Linked DNA regions of Zea mays: region 2 is linked to region 1. The links are chromatin contacts, called in public Hi-C maps. All regions are on one chromosome and are shown on one strand. The core of a region is the stretch at or near the end of the contact, and the rest is flanking DNA. Distances in the headings are between cores, read along the strand shown.

Region 1 (6,478 bases), core at 58-2,557:
GTGTTGGTTACCTGCTTTGATTCCTAAAGGGGACCAAACATGACAACACAACTAAAAATAAAAGACCTTCGTGGCTTCGTTCATTCGATCTATTTAATGGGTAGATTAGAGGAGGAAGATTATTATAATTGTAGACCTTCGAACAATAGAATAAAAGTGCTTAAGGGAGATCATTACTGGTGTACTTCCTCTATTATTCTTTCTTGATTATAAATGGTTACATGCGTACCTTCAAAGAGTTGAGACAGTGATACAAAAGGTAAGGAAATAATATAGCTTCGGAGGCGGATCACTCTCATTTTCCCCTCTGACCGCCTCTCTCTCTGCATGACACTGTACCTCTATTTTTAGTGATGAGTCGGAGTACATTTTGTATAAAATTACAAATATGTCCTCAGTTACTATACATATAAACTACAAGATTTTCTAAGGGCACCATCGTCTTCCTTCCTTCATAGCAACGCTTATCAAGCTTCCGGGTTCTTCCTTCGCCTTAGGCCGTTCATCACTTCGCGCCCAGACCATGAAGCCAAACCCTTAGCTTCGCCTTCGCATGTGTTGTCGAGACAAAGGTGGTCTTCACTATTCCATCGGAACACCTGAAATGGATTTAGAGGTGATTCTCAACTTAATATTTCGAGGACCTTCGGCAAGAGAAGGCCTCCAACAAGGAGTACAATAGTATTTAGACCTGTGTCCTCCTGATTACCCTATAAATACTTTGTGTGGACATGCTTGACAAGATGTTCCAGTTCTCATGTCTACCGTTTTGTCATGCATTGTGTTCTCACCTGCTTGAGCCCATGTGTCAGGTCCCAACATGCTCCTTTGGAACGCATGATTCTCAAAACACAGGAATAGGAAAAACACATGATTAGAACGCACATATCACTAGAATTATACATGAATTTATAATACAAAAAGTCACAAAATATGTGTTTGGATCATACACACAAAATAGGAATACAAGACATAAAAGAAATAAAACATGAGGGGATCTCATGCTTATTTTCCACCAAAATTGCTATAAAGGATATCATTTCATAGGAATTTTAAAGGATTCAATCCTTTGTTGCAATGCTCTCATAGGAAAACTTTTCATAAAAATTGAATCCTATAAATTTCCTTTATTTTTTCTCCATTCTAACGACTAACGTACCTTCAGCACACAGGAAGAATGTTTACACGATTTTGTCATGATTTTTCTCACGTTTGCCCCGTTATGGCTCCGTTCTCGTAAATAACAATAACATTCTCGCATATACAGTACAATATTTCACAAGGTTTCTGCCCAAAATTACGGCCCCTCTCTTTCTCTCTCTGACTACCTCCGTATGAGGCAGCTTGTGCTCGTTCGAGACTGAGACACCCCAACACGCCTCCCTCAGCGCAGATCTCGCCGCCGCCGAGATGCTCCGCCGCGGCGTGCTTCTTCTCGCGGCCATCCTCATCGCCGTCGCACACTCGCCCCTCGCGTACGCCTCGGAGGCCGAGCACAAGGTGCCCCTTCATCCCAACCCTAGATCTGAACACTCCCTTGGCTGGATCCGTTGAAGCGTCGCGCCGGATCTGGGTGCCGAGCGCCGCTGGCCCACTGCGTGCTCAGTACGACGGGGTGACTTTGCTCTGTAGCTCTGTGGCGCGAAATTCTGGGCGCAACAGATTTGGAGTCATGAGCGAGATACGGTTTCGGGGTTGTTTTGGGAACTGGTTGCTTTGATCCTGGCTGCTCGGGGGCCGCATTCAGACAAAATTTTGTTCCTTTTTGTTTGCATGCAACTTTTGGATAGTGTTAACATTCTCGTGGACAAACAGCTGGTTCTAGTTGCGTCAAATGTAGGCCTCGTGTAAATTTTAATGTATATATATAGGTGACATCTCTTTGCTTACAATTGCATGCATTTTTTGGTTTTTCATTCACATTATCAGGTGGTGCGTGCAGTGGCGGACCTAGGTTTTTTATATAGGGTGTGCCGTACAAAAAAATATATACAATTATATATGTTTCTCTCTTGGACTTCAAAAGAATCAACACAGCAAGTGGCGCGCGCCATGAAAGCTGTCGGGCATGCTGCAGCAGGGCAGCATTGGGCGGGCGCGCAGCAGCTGGTCAGCGCTGGGGCTAGGCGCGCGGCGTCCTGGCGGCGCTAGGGCTGGGCACAACGTCCTGACGGCCGGCGGCTAGAGATGAGAATGCTGGTCGCGCTCGGGCTCGTTAGTGTGAAGGCTGAAGCGGGTCTTGGTGGGCCGGCTCCGGCTTAGGATGTGCCGCGGCCCACCTGGACCCCTCTGTGGGTCCGCCCCTGGGTGCGTGTCATGTTTAGGAAAGGTGAAAATGCATGCGGATCATCGCGGGCTTACAGTTGGTATGCTGCACTTTAATATGGTATTTATCGTGGGGATTTCAGATAAGCGCTCCCATAGGGAGATTACTAGTCGAACATGATGTGGTGGCATTTGACTTGATAGTTCAAAGGCGAATACATCTCCATTCTTCATTTTATTTTGTTACATTTCTGGACTGGAATACTCACAGTTGGCTAAGAAGTGATGAGCTTTAGCGCAGTGGCAGGTCCTTGCGGCAGCATCCTGGGGGGTGGCAGTTCTATTTTGGACATTATTTTAGTTTGATGCTGAGTGTAACTGCATTTAGACCTTTCAGAGTAATTACTTTTGGGTAGTCTTCTGTAATGCGAGTGTTACTTTGTGATGTAAAAAAAAATTCGACCTGTAGCGGTAAGATCGCCCCCATGACATTATGTTAAGAAGAAAACCTTCTCACGTAGGTTGAGAAAACCCCCGAACCCCTGCCCCACCCATACACAGCGGCACCGTAGCCCATATGGGAATGACCGGGGCTGGGCCTTAAACCTGTGCTTTGGTGTGGGACAAACGAGGTTTTTTTTTACCACAGCCTGAAAATTTGCTCCCATGGGGAATCGAACCTAGGACCTGAGGAGTGCTACTCAGACCCTTTCGCTTACTCTATGATGTAAAGTCAGGCCTTTATGTCTTTAGACAAACTTGTGGTTGGTAAGGTAAAACGATATGTGGATTATGGAAGTCCTAGTTTGACTTCTTAGTGCTTACCCTTTTATTTCTGGCTAGAAGGCTGCTCTGTTTTGAGTCCATGAAATACATACATTTCTGATGATTAGTGGTTAGAAGATTGAATCCTTGGATTTAAGAAATGTCTGAGTTTTTCACCCTGATATGGTTGGGGCTGTTTCAAATTAAACATTTAGTGGTCATGATCACCATGCTTCTATATCTTTCACTGTTACCCTTGATGCTACAATATTCAGAAAACTTGTTTCCTACAACCAGAACCAGTTTAAATTTTGCTGTCTTTTCAGAATTTACCTGCACTGAATTTAACTATGACGATAATGCCTTTACCTACTAAATCATTGCAGCTTATAATATTTTTCTTATGTGCAGTATAAAACAGAAGAACCTGTTAAGCTATGGGTAAACAAGGTTGGGCCTTACAATAACCCTCAAGAAACTTACAACTATTACAGTCTCCCGTTTTGTCAACCATCTGAAAACCCTGCACATAAATGGGGTGGTCTCGGAGAGGTCCTTGGTGGAAATGAGCTGATTGATAGTCAGATCGATATAAAGTTCATAAGTATGCTTGCCTTATCTTGACATCCTCCTGAAGTTTGTTTTTTCTTGGACTGTGTATTGATGCATGTTTGTTTCTGTGACTGAATTGATTTATTTTGTTGGCTTTTCATTTTATTGTTTCTTTTGTTTTAGAAAATGTGGACAAGGGGGCCATTTGCACAATTGAACTTGATGTTCAAAAGGTTCAGCAATTTGCTAATGCCATTGAAAACTCATATTGGTTTGAGCTTTTCATAGGTATGGGAAATCATCGTTTATTTTTATTCTGATGCACATTTTTTGGACGCTTTATCTTGTTTCTGACATTCTTTGTCTCCACATTTTGCTCCAATGGCTACCGTGGTTCCATAACCTAGATGATCTGCCATTGTGGGGTAGGTGGTTTTATACCTATTCATTTCTGTTGCACGAAGTCTTTCTATTTTCTTTTGAAATAATGGAGCCGTTTTCCCTCTGAGCAGGTTTTGTTGGGGAGACTGACAAAAACAATGAGAAAAAGCACTACCTTTACACTCACAAGAACATTGTTGTTAAATACAATGGTAACAGGGTATGTGTTGTATATAACCTTAAAAGGATTACCTGAGACCTATATGTTGGCTAATTAAATTCTTTATAGATAATTCATGTGAATCTAACACAAGAGTCACCTAAGCTTCTTGAAGCTGGCAAAAAGTTGGATATGACTTATTCAGTGAAGTGGGTGCAAACAAATGTGGCATTTGCACGGCGCTTTGAGGTTTACTTAGACTACCCGTTCTTTGAACACCAGGTAATTCTTGCTTGCACCAGGGCAACATACCCAAGGTTATTAAAACGATAAAACGCTGAAACGCTCATGGGTGAAGTTGTGACTTTTAACGTTTAAACTTCGTTTAAACGTAGTTTTAAACAACATAGGAAAAAATACCAATATATCATAATTTTAGACAATAACATGAAGTTAAATACCAAAACAGAGAGGTTAGTGGGTTACCAAAACTTCACCCATGAGCTGGATTGGACCCAAAAGTAACTAACAGACTGGGCCTAAATGTAGCTAGTGGTCTAAAACGCATGAAACACTGCATTTTACAGTTTAGAACGCCAAAACGTGGTTTCAACCTCTGATTATTATTTTGGCGTTTAAACGTAGTTTTAATAACACCGAACATACCATTTCAAAAGTGTACACTTTGCCACTTTGGTCTTTCCTCGGCTCTGACTAATGTGGACCTTGCTATCTGTCTGAAGTAATTACAAGATGGCTGACCCTTTTTTCCATGTTTAGATTCATTGGTTCTCCATCTTCAATTCATTCATGATGGTTATTTTCTTGACTGGTTTAGTGTCAATGATATTGATGAGGACACTAAGAAATGATTATGCAAAATATGCTCGTGAAGATGATGATCTGGAATCACTTGTAAGTTCTGAACCTGCAATCCGTAGCACATCGATATGGTTATATATTTCTCATTTTGTCTGCTAATATAACTCATTGTTTGTCTTTTTGCGTTTTTACAGTCTAGATGAATGTTTAACCATTAATTTTATCTATTTCATATGGTAATTCTAAAAGTAAAAAGTCCATTAGCCAAACATTGTAAATTATTATAGAAAAACACCCATTGTTTTAATGTCAGCAATCTAATATTTATGAAAGAAATAACAAATCAATTTGTCAAAAATAAAATTGAATCATACAAGTTCCAAGTAACAACAAGTAACAAGTTTTTCTTTGACTCGATGGATCGTTTAGGATTAAGATACAGTTTTCCTTTTTCAGGAGCGAGATGTTAATGAAGAATCCGGGTGGAAGCTTGTCCATGGTGATGTGTTCCGGCCTCCTCGTGGCCAGGTGTTTCTTTCTGCCCTAGTTGGTATTGGCACTCAGCTGGCGGCTCTTATCCTGCTTGTGATTGTGTTGGCCATTGTTGTCATGTTATATGTTGGGTAAGCTCATAACCAGCTTTCTTTATCTTCTCTTTTCTTCCTTGGATGTGCAAAATTTAGGTGTTTAATTTCTGAAAGTGTTTTTTTGGCTAAAATTCTTATCTGAATCTGAAAATTATGAATAAGAATGACTTAGCTTTCAAAGGACGTCCTTATTTTGTGCTTATATAAATCATCTCTTTCTTTAGACGATATGAGTTGGTGTAATTGATATCTTTGGTAGGTTATTAGTCTCTTATTTTGATTTATGACTGTTGTAGGATCTTTAGATAAAATGGTTGCTTTTGCATAATCTAGCAATACCTTTGGCAAAATCCTTCTGTATTAACATATGGAACTGTGCACTGCTCTGAGATGTGATGTGCATGAGCGTGCAACCCAGAATTTGCAACCCATCCATTGTTCAGACTTGGAGAAACAGAGAGCATGGAAAGTTTGTAACATAGAAATTACTAGAATCCTGCTTTAAGCATTATGCGAGTACATCAGTAATGTAGATGCAAAACTTCTTTTAGAAATCAGCATATATGATCTGTCATTCTGTCTATATGAAGCCATCATGATCAACGGAATCTCTCATGCATTGCAGTTGCACTTGTAGAGGCTTCAATTTTATTAACAAGGATTTTGTTCACCTTGTATGAGTGCATTAACATTTTGCTCAAGCCTTTATGTAAATACTTTGTTGTATTTGCCAGGCGAGGAGCTATCATCACAACCTTCATTGTGTGCTACGCTCTTACATCTTTCATCTCTGGATATGTTAGTGGTGGTCTCTATTCAAGGAATGGTGGTATGATTCTGCATGTTTTTCTCTTCTCTACTATATAAAGCATCATTTTCCACGGTTCCATGTCCTCTACTCCCCCACATTTAAATGGTAAAAAAGCTAAAACTATGCATCATAGGA
Region 2 (6,351 bases), core at 1,758-4,257, 570 kb before region 1:
TTCTGCAAATTACTCCAAATTCTTCCACACGACTTGGGAATCTCTAAATATAAAAGTTGTTCACCTTTTCCAAACTCTACAACTTTGGCACTTTGACTTTTTCCCAATTGTCTCTAGATTTTGAATTCCACTTTTGGGGCAAATTTAGGGTTTCAAATATGGTTCCTTCTCATGTAGTGATTTACCAACTCAATTCATCCTCCTAAAAGATGAGTGACTCCTTAATCTCAAATCCAACTCTAGTATATGAAGCTCATGTCCAAAGTGTCCGTGGTTTAGGAGTTGTTTTGTTTATTCACAATTCCAAGCAAGGTTTCCAAATCTCACTTAATGTTTTTTAAGGTCAATCCAGTTCATCAATTAATTCTTCCACTTAACCTACCTCCGAAATCATAGTTTCTCTTGGTTCTAAGTCTTGCCTTTAGCACTCTAAGACTTCAAACCAACTTATCACTTGCTTGAGAGATGATCTACTCCTGTTTAACTTGAGCGAAGTCCTTGAACTAAACTCTAAACCCAACGCACAACATCACACTTTTGAAAAAGTTTAACCTAGTGAATGCATTCTAGGTATATCAAACAAGATAATGCTAATGCTTATGATGTCATGTCAGCATTTTAGTTATCATAACACCAGGGGTGTTACACCATAAGCCGACCAACATGGTTGCACAACACATAATCTCATGCCTCGTTCAGTCCATGACTCGACCCGAGATGCTACCCATTGACAATCACTCGTCATTAAGTCAATCTTGTGTTCGCATGAAGTTCTACATTCATTTCGGACAACATAAATGCTATCTGATGCTATAGTAGCAACTTCGAGACCTATCTCTTTTCAGGGCAAAGGTAGATTCAATGAAGATCTGTGTGAATTTTCTGTTGCATGCTTGTTAATATTGTTGCTGAACTCCTATTCATTGTGAAATCCCTTTGCAAAAACCTAATAATGTTGCTGCTGTGAAGGATCAGAGGGTCTAGGACATGAAGCTAACAATACCAGTCATATTCTTCCCTTGTATATTTGTTTAGTTTATTTTTTGAACGTAATGGCAGGAGTTCTGCCTTTCAATTAAGAAGAATGGAATTGGTCCTGTTTTAAGGAAAACCGGCCCGAAACCTACACAGAGTGCACAAACCACCCAGTCACGGCAGTCCCCTACATAAAAGCCCATCTAGAGTCATCGTTGCCGAGCAGCTCCGACTCCAAAAGACGGGCCACACATGACCAAAGGAACTCGACGACGCCTACACCGAAAATTTGATATAGGAGGAAGACCGCAGTGTGCCGTCGTTGCCAAGCCTTAACACCTCATGCGAGGCAACTCCAAATCTTCACCAATGAGCTTGATCCTTCGCCCCGCCCTTGGTGTTTGCCTAACATCGGAAACAATCTAGCTCACGAAGAAGGGGGTTTCGCCTCAAGTCATAGTTACCGTGCCACATCGCCTAACATAGGGCCTGTTTGGTTCAGCTTTTTTCTGACCAGCTTTTCTGAAAATCTGGCTGCGGGGAGAATCTGGTTGTGGGGAGAATCTGAGTATTATTACGATTACGTGTGAAGAAAGATAAAGTTGTTCATAAGGTTCAGAATCTAGAAAGTGACGGATTCCTACTATTACAACGACTCAACCGATTATGTGTTTATGTTAATTTTGGATGGTTTTTGCCCAACAAATTTTATAGAAGCTGGCTGAAAAGCTGAGCGTTTGGCAGTCCGCAGCAGCTTTTGGTGGCCAGAAGCTGCCAGAAGCCGAAACAAACAGGCCCATAACGCTCTCGTACGTTAGCACTATAAGCTTCTAATAGTAATATTGTTTTCCTTGGATTTTTGTAAAATCAACACTCGGCTCATGGCAACTCAATGGATATGATTTGCTGTAAACGGAAATGAAGAAACGCCTCAGGAATGTGACGGGGTTCAGAAGCCCCACCAAGAGTATCGTGGAATGAAAATGTTTCTATGGCCGGTTTTCCAGCTAAGTATCCTACTCACACTTTCTTAGGTGGTGATTATGTAACTACGGATATATAGAAGCGGCAGCGCTTAGATTACTTTTGTACCTGTGTCCTGCCTCAATACTCTGCATTCAGTAAGACAGAGAGAAATGCAGTTTGGAATAACGAAGGCCAAAACAAAGCCAAACCTTACAGACCTGCAGCAGGCGTCGGTAGGACACAACAGTTGAATTTGTTCACCCTGTTGCCAATACAGACAAACATATATGGATAATGTATGAACTGTAGCCATGCATTCCCCAGGGCTGGTCCATTCATTTGATCACACAAATACACAGTTTTATAGCGGAAACTATATTGTTCATAGAGTGAAGCTTGAATATAAATACAGAGATGTGGATGCGTAACGAGATAGTCTGACAATGTTGATGACAACCATGTGCTTGCAACACTGACATGCCCAAGGGAGAGATAATGGACACGCCCAGCAATGTTAAACTCCTAGAGTCCATGTATTCATATCGGTAGATTGTTGGAGTTCCTCTTATGCTTGGGCAAAGCACCGTATAATTAGACTCCAAATTGTAAGATGTGTAGCCATTGTCTCGAATAGGATCGGAAACACATCTAAAAATAATATAGTTTTAAACATCCTCTTGGAGCTGCTCTAACAGTATATATGGAATAATGGAAGAAGAGGGATTGTTCCAGACTGTCCAGTGGTTGAAGTCAGCCACACACACGTACATCTAGACTCGAGCCAAGACAGAAGAGCCAATGCATCCTTCATATGCGAAAATGGCTACTACTACTAGACTAGACACACTCTCTCCTGGGAGCCAAGACAGTCTCTCCAGCTTGTATGCATGCATACAAGCATTTCGATGTTCTGATGTGTGTGCGAGCGAGGGTGACGTCGACGCCACTTTGTCACTGGTTTTGCATGGTCGTACGGGTCATCATTGGCGCAGCATGATGGCAACGTACGTGTGGATCTTGCTTTGTAGATAGGACACGGGAGGGAGAAGCGGTTGCGTGCGTGGTGCCCGGCTGCTTTCTGCAGTGTTTGTGCGGTCTTGTCAGTTCCTGTCCGTCTCAGTTAACGTACTCTCACTCTGGTGCGGCAACGTGAAGACGACAGAGATTCCGACGACAACGCATTAACTCTAAGCGCGTTCTCTAATGGCGTATTATCGAGAGAAAGGCCTCGATCGCTAATTAATCAAGAGATTGAGCGATAGATACAGCAGGGCAGATTTCTCCGTGGTACTTTCTTCACACGGTAGGGAGCGATACACTAGATAATCAGCCGATAGATACCCGACGACGACGACGTCAGAGTGTATGCATGCTATGGTTTCGGTGGTAGTATTTCAGTCACTCAGCATGCATGTGTGAAGTGTGAACAGAGAGATCCTGATGATAAAATTACACATGGAAAGAATATATATATCCATTCCATCCGTATACCAAGAACACGTAAATAAAGCATAACGCGGCGAATTGGCGATGGCTGCAAGGGACAGGCACTGCCGGCCGGCCTTATTTTTAGTCCGACCGGCCGGTTGGCTCTTTTCCTGTTGAACAGATCAATGGCCACGTGTGCGTTTGTGTGATGCGTGCTTGGTGTCAGCCAGAGAGCTTCTACCCGTTCTGTCATTTCATGCTCGTGGTAAACTGGTTTTGGATTTATTTGCCTCAATCCTTACCCCTTAAGGTACTCGATCTCTCGTCAGCTTCAGCTTTATTTGGTTCCTTTTGCTTGCTTTTTCTTTCTTCTTCTTAGACTGATTCCAACATAGCAGCTAAATAGACCCACAAAGCTAAAATAGCTGTCCACGAGCTACTGTAGCAGTACAAAACACCTTCCAACAGGGCAGCCAAACAAGCTAGACAAAAAGGATGGAAAGAGAGAGGAAAATCATAATAGCTTGTACTGTGGCTGGCAGCCATTTCCTTTTTCTGTGTCTGAGAACATGACCCCACCATCTGCTCCATTTGTTGGACTATACTACCGCTGCTTTTTTGCCTGTGTTGTTGAAAGCGTATACCATATGGCTGGGACAGGCAAACCAGAGACGCTAGCCAAAGGCTTGAATGGCTGCTCGATTTGCATGGCCTCTGTTGGAGTCAGTCTTAGGTCCTAGTTGGTTCACGTATTTGTAACGTCACGAATAATTGATAACATTAAACCATGTTTGTTTAAATCCATTCATAATCAGATACCACGCTTGAAACTGATACTGGCCTAGTCAAACTTATTATTATTGGTATTCAAGTGTGAACCATTACTGTTGCCATTTACGTTAACAACACTTTAGTTCTTAGCACACAAGTTAAATGTATTATATCTATTTAATTTTTGAGAGTTGAGACTATATAGCAGGAAATAAACACAACAACACTGTGCACGATTTTCAGCAGCCAAAATTATTTTCGGCGGCCAGGTAAGTTAATATTTTTAGCGGCATAGCTTGACCGCCGAAAATAAGCTTATTTTCGGTGGCCTCTGACACAACCGCCGAAAATAGCTTCTTATTTTCGGCGGCCCGAGCATTCAGTTTTTAAAACGGCTCTCCCGACTCCTCTCTTCTCTTTATTTCTTTCTCACCCCGCGCCGCTCGCTCTCCTCACTCGGTCGCTCCTGCCGTCGCGTCCTGCCGCGCGCCGACCCCAGCCCCGCCGACCCGCCCGCCGCGCTGCCCGCACCGCCGCCACCGTCGTCCACTGTCATCCTCCGCTACCGTGGACCGCCCGCGTCGAAGCTCTACTCCTCCCACCCACTTCGCCATCGTCGCCGAGCTCTTCGCCATCCAAAGGTAATTTTTTGTGTATTTTATTCATATTTTCAGCGGTCGTTATTTAATTGCCGTCGAAATTAGTATATATTTGTAATTATGTTTGTTTGATTAGTGTGTGTGATTAGTATTATTGTTTAGTTTGATTTCATTAATATATTAGTGGTATATGTGGTTTAGGGATTAGTGGCATATTGCATTTGTGGTATTAATTTCATATTAATATTACATTATTAATTATTAGTTTTACAAGTACATTATATTGGTATGTAGAATAGTTGCATTATTAGTGTATGTGGTAATTAGTTTGATTTGATTAATATTATATCATTCTTTGTTTTATATATAAGTAATATATTGTTTACTGGCAGCGATGTTATGCTGCCGAATTTTCGGCGGGTCCTGCTAGCTTGCTGTGGGTTTAGAACCTATCATTGCCTATACATGTAGGACCGAAACCTTTGACGAAGTTGAATAATGTTTTCATGATATGGTTCGGTTTAATAGTCTCAGGCATGGTTGAAGATCGTGCATGGATGTACAATGGCTAAAATAGAAATGGACGTCATTCTGATGATTGGGTAGCCAAGACCAAAGATTTTGTGGACCACGTTTTCGACAGCAACTATTTTTGGCAGGCCTTGTTTTCGGCGGCTGTTCAGGTGGCCGCCGAAAATACCCTATTTTCGGCGGATATGTGTCAGCCGCCGAAAGACAACAGTTATTTTCGGCGGCTGATCACTGGCCGCCGAAAATAAAGGCTTATTTTCGGCTGATTTTTTCTGGCGGTCAGGAGCCGCTAAAAATAATCATAAGGCCGCCGAAAATAGCTTATTTTCGACGGCAAAGGCCTTATTTTTAGCGACTCCTGACTGCCGAAAATGACTGAAGCTGTTGTTGTAGTGAAAGATAGTGTATCTCTTTTTGAGATATTAATTGTAGTTATTTTGGTTACATCTGTGTTTCAAAGAACACTAGTATAAAATGGCTCTACGCCTACGGTGTGCACAATTTTTCAATGGTGGTTTCAGCTTCAGCGAATGCGCTGCTTTTTTTTTAAAATTCTGCATTTCTTCTTAATTCTTGATTCTAAACGCACGGCAAACATGCATGTGACAAAGAGAAAATACCACCTTTTTTTGGATTGATGGTGTTATAATCCCCTGCTGCTCAAAATTGAATAGTAAATGATTCTAACATCTTTCAATCCCCTCCAATACTCTTGTTCTCAAACAAAACGATACGGGAATCTTAAAAGGCCACCAACATTACCCTTTCAACAACGGATGTATATTTATGACATGCGACCGTTTCATCCATACACACAGCAACGTAAAAGTACAAGTTAATACTGGAGTATATATTTTTTACACACGCACACGTGAAAGCTAGTAGTCTCCCAGCTGAAACGGACGACAACAGCTCAGGAGTACCTTTCATGTGCCTCGAAAAGAAATGGCCCGGATTCCAAGCTAAAATTGATGGGTCACCTAACAGTGGGCAACACAAATAGTAGTCCACCAAACATATTGAGCTCGAGATGCTTTTTCGCTGCTTCTGTTTTTTGTTTTGTCCACTACTCCACCAACCC

Evidence for each region. Hi-C and Micro-C count contacts between places; a contact is called where the count stands out from the background.
Region 2: a contact with region 1 is called in a Hi-C map of ear, with 4 times the contacts expected there. The contact joins the enhancer-like site here to the promoter of LOC100192672 in region 1. A contact is called at or near these places in 2 of 25 Hi-C or Micro-C datasets (ear and tassel).

Annotation. Positions count from the first base shown.
Region 1 is chr2:135,054,778-135,061,255 of Zm-B73-REFERENCE-NAM-5.0, reverse strand. It overlaps LOC100192672 (transmembrane 9 superfamily protein member 3), which reads left to right and starts at 1,307. Exons shown (of 12, transcript NM_001137880.2): 1 at 1,307-1,500; 2 at 3,442-3,634; 3 at 3,766-3,870; 4 at 3,990-4,007; 5 at 4,095-4,183; 6 at 4,253-4,405; 7 at 4,904-5,038; 8 at 5,402-5,568; 9 at 6,267-6,361. The coding sequence starts at 1,411.
Region 2 is chr2:135,622,502-135,628,852 of Zm-B73-REFERENCE-NAM-5.0, reverse strand. No RefSeq gene overlaps it. Among protein-coding and RNA genes, the nearest start is that of LOC111590883, 4.3 kb to the left of the region's middle. Within about 2 kb of position 3,007, at least 14 of the 20 cell types and tissues checked have an H3K27ac peak or open chromatin away from gene starts, as enhancers often do. A contact at or near this core is called in ear and tassel, where this site is marked.